Linked DNA regions of Sus scrofa: region 1 is linked to region 2. Evidence: chromatin contacts called from public HiChIP or PLAC-seq data. All regions are on one chromosome and are shown on one strand. The core of a region is the stretch at or near the end of the contact, and the rest is flanking DNA. Distances in the headings are between cores, read along the strand shown. Region 1 holds the start of TFIP11 (tuftelin interacting protein 11). Region 2 holds the start of HPS4 (HPS4, biogenesis of lysosomal organelles complex 3 subunit 2).

Region 1 (3,417 bases), core at 555-3,054, 41 kb after region 2:
CTACTGCCTGGCCCGGGCCTCCTCACAGAGGCCCCTCTTCCACTGTGGCTCAACCCCGAGCCTGCACCTGAGCAAAAGGATCTTCAAACACGCCCCCTCCCCGCATGTCACACCCTCTCCACACAGACCCAAGGCCTCTTTCTCAGATGACACCCCTTCCCTCTCCAGCTCACAACGTCTCATGTCCTCTTGGATTCCCTGCTGCCTCCCAGCAAAGGCCTTTGTTTACCGGTGCTGCCCTGATTCTCCATCTTCCCTAACCTCCCGAATAGGTCAAACACCCTAAAATAGGTCCCCCCTCAGGTCCTCAATCAGTTACAGACTTCCACTTCTGCTGTTGATCAATGCCCGTCTCCAACAGCCAGAGTTGCAGCTCCTGGAAAGCAAGGACTGGGCCTAAAGCACAAGGCCTAATACACATAATTGCTCAATTAACACCAACTGATGACCCAGTCAGTGAGAGGCCAGCACCCAAGCCTAAAGAGGAACTGGCTCCCTGGCTGATGATGCAGCTAAGGGACTTAGTGGGGCTAGGAGAGACAGATGCTTAGTGGGGTAGTTCCCCAACTCCTGGGGAAGCAGCCCATGCCAGCCATACCGTTTGCCTCCAAAGCTGGGCCTCTCTTCATCTGAGTCACGCTCTGCCCACACTCCGTAGGTGGCCTCTTCCTTGGTCTGCCAGTGGCGCTGCCGGTTAGGGTTGAATTCATTCTGGAGATCCCAGTCGGTGATCTCAAAGTTCTCCCGCTCATCCTCGTCATCATCCATGTGGCCTTCTCCGTCCCGGTACAAGTGGGATAGAGACATGACCTGTCACTAAAGGAAGGGATGAAAAAGTATAGTCTGTGACAAGTCCTGCAAGCATCAGCAGAAGGCTTCCCTGTGAGTCCCTACTCCCTGCTGCCTTCAGAACTTCCTCCAAACTCCAAGTTCACCAAAATTGTTGTTACAATTCAATAAAGCAGACACTAAATCCTTTCAAAAAACAATATGTACTAAGACAGGTGGAACAAAATAGTCCCAACAGTCATGTGGTTTTTTTTAAGTATTTCATTTTATTTTTTTAATTTTTTTACATTTTTTTGCCATTTCTTGGGCCACTTCCGCAGCGTATGGAAGTTCCCAGGCTAGAGGTCAAATTGGAGCTGTAGCCACTGGCCTACTCCACAGTCACAGTAACTTAGGATCCGAGCTGCGTCTGCACCATATACACAACAGCTCACAGCAACGCCGGATCCTTAACCCACTGAGCAAGGCCAGGGATCGAACCCACAACCTCATGTTTCCTAGTCAGATTAGATAACCACTGAGCCAAGACAGGAACTCCCAGTCCATGTGATTCTTAAGCATGTTATTTCCTTGTCCTAGTCAATGTTGTAAAACATCAATTGTATACACTCACATACACACAAACCACATAAAAGAACTAAGTATGCTATCCTACGTACTGTTGCCTCAGAAATTGGATAGACATTTTACCGGATCCCAGATTTTTATTATTTTTCCTATGTTGGGTAAAGAGTTTTATCTAAACCTTTGACAGTCACAGCAAAGTGATCTTTTTATGAAATGGTTTCTGAATACATTACTTGATGAGACTCTTAGACTTAATTTTCCTCCCCAAACAGGAACTTCTCCTGAGGAGCTAGAAGGCAGTAATTACAAACACTACCTTAACAGTCGGACTAGCTGTGAATTAGAAAACACGTGGTAGCTGGGTGATGAGATTCAGCTGTCTCTTGAACAGTTAAACTACAGTACCAACCTTAGAGAATGCTTATGATGCAGATTCAATGAGATGGGGCCTAAAAAAACAGCTCACATTAAGGGCTCCAGAAACAGCTGTTACTGTAATCCCATGATTAGGTTCATTGCCCTTCCTGTTACTGAATTAGGGAATGAACCTCACAAAGTGATTGTGAAACCAGGTGCTAAAATCACAGCCTGAGTTCAAACCCCCTCTCTACCAGGTACTCAGTGTATGAGTATTAGATGAAGTGCCAAGCACGAGTCCCCACACAGTCATACATTCAATAGGACAGCAGTGATTCCTGTCTAGCAGCCACGGAAAGCAGCCTTCAAGGAAAGGAGCTCGCTACTTCCACAGGCAGTGTCAAACTGGTCAGCTCTGTTACAAAGTTTCCCCTGCTCATTCTACTCAAAGGTGCACTGGTTGGGTGCTGCCGGTCCTAACCTCACCCAGGCGCTCAAAAAAGGTAAATATTCTCAGAGGAGGCGGGAGTCCCTCACACAACACTGCTTCCCTGGGCCCAGAGCATGGTAATAACCAGAGTTGTCATCAGTAAGAGAGACCTCGATAGGTGCTAGGTACTTGCTGGACGCTTCAGGTCAATAATCTAATGTAAACATCAAGACATCTGGAGAGAGAGATAACTACTAGCGCCTCCAAGCTTAAGTAAAACGAAGCAGAGAATTTAAACAACTTGCTCTAGGTTCTCGGCTGGCAAGGCTCGAAACCAGGTGGGCCTGAAATCAGGTGGGCCTGAAGCCAGGGCTCCAGGGTCCAGCTGCCGTGCAACCCAGGCCTCACGGTGGAGGCTCCGTACCTAACTTTGCCCAAGCCCCCAACTGCCCGGTAACCCGGAGCGGCCCCTCTTCTCCCCGCCTCCGCAGAGCTGTCTGCGAAAGTGAAGCGCAACGGGCAAGGCCAAGGCCCACTTCCCGGAGCCACCACTCCCACCAGCGCGAACTCCCTCCGGTGCTCCCCTGCCCGCTTCCAAGCCCCGCTCACCTCTCCAGTGCCCGGCGTTACGAATACAGCCTCCAGCTCCGCAAAAGAAGCGCGCCGCTTCGGGGCGGAACCCGGATGTGCCGCGACCGGCGCACCGGAAATGTCGTTACTCGAAGGCGGAAATGTTGTGTGGGTTGCCATGGCAGCAAGGGAACGCTACGGGCGCCTTTGGCTCTAAAGCGGCTGAGCTGTTAGATAGGATTTTCGGGGCCCGGAATGGCTGAGGACTAATTCGTCTGCCCCACCCCCACCCCCACCCCCCCGCTTCGTGGCGACTTCCAGCCTGTGACGACTGGTGTGGACGTCGTCGAGTCACCCTGGCCTAGAGAGACTCCTTTGCCAGCCTGACGTTCTAAATCTGCCAAATGGGGATATAGGACAAGCTCAAGGAACAGTTGTGTGAGAGACAGTGGGGGGGCAGGACACGGCATTTAAATAGGAATAATGAATGTCTAGACTGCCTCTTGGATATTTAGGTGTTAAGTACAAGCACCGTCTTAGGCACTTTTATAAGTAGTTGTTTTATACAAATGTTTGAGGGAGTGAAGGGGTGAATGGGCAAACTCTAGAGTTCCCAAGTATTCCCTCCAGGATATCTTTCCATTTTCTTCCTTTCCAACAGGTTGGTAAATAAATCTATTCACGGATCTAATAAAAAGTGTACT
Region 2 (3,137 bases), core at 379-2,878:
CCACACCCCTCTCTGCCTGTCAAAACCTCACTGGTCCTTTAATGCGATCCCTCATCCAACTTCTGATCCCCTTCCAGCACCCCCACCCCAGAAGCTCTCTTCTCAATTTCCATAACCCTCTACTCTTCCCTGAAGACTCAGGGTCTACTCAGGGGTATAATTACCTCTTTCAGACCACAAAGCAAACTCCCCAGGCAGGACCTGGGATTTAACTCTCAATCTATGAAAGCACACGTCAGGCCAGAGCATATGACTGCTCTGTCTCACCTGCTCTTCTCCCCTGGACCATGCCCTCCCCCTACCACCCTCCTTGGCTCCCACCTTATCTTCCTGATGACAGGCACTAACTGTTTCTAGCAGAGCCCACTTAAGAATCTTGAGTCCTAAGCCCAGTGTGCAACTGGCCTCAGGGTAACTGCAGATCAAAGAGCCTCAAAAATGTTTCAAGCCCAACTCAGAAACCACTGCTGGGTGGTGCACATTTTGTAACGTATAGAAATATCAAATCACTGATTTGGGCATCAGGAACTAACATAGCTTTATAGGTCAATTGTACCTCAAACAAACAAACTTAGAAAAAGAGATCCGATTATTTGAACTTATCAGAGGCAGGGGGTAGGGGAAGGCAGAATCGGACGAAGGCAATCAGAAGGTACAGTCTTTTAGTTAGAAAGGGTGAAAGCGCCCCCACTCTTCACGGCTCACAAAACAACTTGCGTGTCATTTCAAACTGCACACATATAATCCGTCACTACATCCTGCCCATTCTATTGAAACCAAGCCTCTCTCTTTCATCTCCCTGATTAATGTTTGCTGAACCAAATTATGACAGGATTAGCCCACTTGGGTTTGAGAAGGGAACTGAGTTTCGGGCAGACGTTGTGTAATACCCTTCAAGAGCCAGTCTGGCCAAACCCCTTCTCCTGGGGTAATTCTGCACTGCAACCGTTTCTTGTCTCTCAAAAGTGAAGAGTCCTGTGCCCACAGTATTATCAAAGCCCGCTGTAGGATCCAGCCACAGCTGTCTTTTCTACAATCTACCAGCCATGCTGGACTCATCCAAACCCTGCAAGAGGCTCATGTGGTTACAACACATCAGCTTTGAAGAGAAATGGCCCCACACTTGATTTCGCTGCTCTGAGGAAAAAGAATCTTCCCCTCCCCTGCACTTAATAAGATCAAGGGGCTACTTAAAAAAAAAAAAAAAAAAAAAAAAAAAAGTCAGGGAAATCTGCCTGAGAATTTTCAGTTACACCCAAATATCCATTCAGCAGTCTTTCAGGAACTAGAGCACCGAGGGCCTTGCTACTCACCAGGAGGCTGACTTTGTCTCTGGTAAAGTGGAGGTGGCCATTTATTCTCCGGTGGCCTTCATTCTCTTTATCTGGGTTTTCTTGTCCAGTCTAGCTTCTTTCTCCCCAGTAGTGACAGTTCCTGTGTCCCCAATCCAGCAAATCCAGACGTGGGAAGCTTTAAGTATTTCCAGTCACAACGGTCACCTGTTTAGTTTTCACTCAGCATGAAAATACTGCTTCCCTTCCTTGTAGGCCCTTCAGTCCCATTAATACCTCCACGCCTCTCAGAACTCTGGGAAGGAATATAATAAAGCAAGAGAATTCTACCAGAAAAGTCAAATCCACCAATCGGATTCAAATCCATCAGCTCTCTGCCCTCTGCAGAACAACCCCTTCAGAGAGTTTCTCGCCCAGGAAGGCTGACAGAGGAGATGCATGCTGAGGGCAGTGCTCTAAAGCAACCTCTAGCTTGTCTGGTTCAAAGCCATTCTGAAGGTTGTTTTTAAAAAGTGTTGAAGCTTCCCGTTTAAACATCCGTGTCTTGGCCCTAAAATAAACACAAGGAATAGATTATTTCAGAATCCCATGAGTGAGCATGTGACCCAGCAGGGTGAAGCAAATGCTTTTCTTCAAAAGAGCTTTCCAGAAAGTTGAAAAGTATGTTTCAAAATACAAAAGAGAGGGGAGCAGGCCTTCCGAGTAAGTCCTGTAGCTACTTGAGCAGTATGTCACACAAAAGATAAGTAACTGGTGTGAAAAAGCTCTGGGTATAAAGGACAGTTATACAAATAAGGTGGTTGCTGTAGTAATAATGGGACTCAAATTAAGGAACTGTCATCTTGACAGCCCCCAAAATAATCTGAACATGTAGAATCCCAGAGCTGAGCAAGTTTCTAAAAGACAATAAAGAGAAAATTTACCAAGTGGCTTTCAGACTCCCACAAGAGGCAAGAGAACTCAAAGCATCATGAAATTTCAGACTCATAAGGCACACTGCCATCTCTTACTCTAATCTTTCTCTCTTGGACTCCTCTTCAAAAACTACCTTGCCAGTCTCTGGCTTACTCCCTCCAGAGACAGGCAGTTCACAGTATTAAATCTATCCTCCCACCAAGCTGAAATTGCACACACATCCCCCCACTAACCTCCACACACTGGTCTGGAAAACACTTTCCAGGAAAACAAGGTCTAATCTTTCCACAAGACAACCCTCTGGTCACTTCAAAACTGTGTCCCTTCTATCACTTTCTCCAAGCTTAATCTCCCCAGCGTCAAGGTTTCAAATGCTTTTTCACCATCTGTCATCTTCCTAGGAACACAATAGGAGTTTTTTGGTAGGTTAAGGATCCGGCATTGCCATGAGCTGTGGAGTAGGTCACAGACGTGGCTGGGATCTGTTTCTGTGGCTGAGGTGTAGGCTGGCAACTGTAGGTCTGATTGGACCCCCAGCCTGGGAACCTCCATGTGCCGCGAGTGCGGCCCTAAAAAAAAAAGGCAAAAAAAACCTCCTTTGGTAGAGAGAAGACCCTAGGGAGGACATCACTGTATTTTGATGGCTGTAAGCTCTCTATGCCTTGGGGTGGGCCTCCACAGGGACACAATCATGGTACCTTGAAGCATATTCCGATGCCTGTGGAGGCGGCATCTAAGCCCGCTGATCCAAGGACTGCAGCCTGAAACCTCCATCCCTTGTTGTCAGAGTACTGGGTCCTACACTGCCAAGTTCCTCTCGCTTATTTTTGAAAGGTCCAGAAGTTGGTAATGGTCCTGGGATAGGGCAGGTATTGGGATGTGGCCAGAGAAGCTCTGACTTGGGCAGTAGCAGTAGGAAAGACCGGGAGA

The links. HiChIP or PLAC-seq counts read pairs in DNA pulled down with a chosen protein or histone mark.
Region 1: a contact with region 2 is called in an H3K27ac HiChIP or PLAC-seq map of alveolar macrophages. The contact joins the promoter of TFIP11 here to the promoter of HPS4 in region 2. A contact is called at or near these places in 1 of 5 promoter capture datasets (liver), 2 of 47 Hi-C or Micro-C datasets (heart right ventricle and liver) and 2 of 2 datasets of contacts at active chromatin or transcription factors (alveolar macrophages and skeletal muscle).

What each region holds. Positions count from the first base shown.
Region 1 is chr14:44,110,904-44,114,320 of Sscrofa11.1, forward strand. It overlaps TFIP11 (tuftelin interacting protein 11), which reads right to left and starts at 1,805. Exons shown (of 13, transcript NM_001077214.1): 1 at 1,766-1,805; 2 at 599-816. The coding sequence starts at 807. LOC102159997 (a long non-coding RNA gene) reads left to right here and starts at 2,973. Exons shown (of 2, transcript XR_307476.3): 1 at 2,973-3,151; 2 at 3,375-3,417.
Region 2 is chr14:44,070,049-44,073,185 of Sscrofa11.1, forward strand. HPS4 (HPS4, biogenesis of lysosomal organelles complex 3 subunit 2) reads right to left here and starts at 1,629. Exons shown (of 13, transcript NM_001098589.1): 1 at 1,314-1,629. The coding sequence starts at 1,354.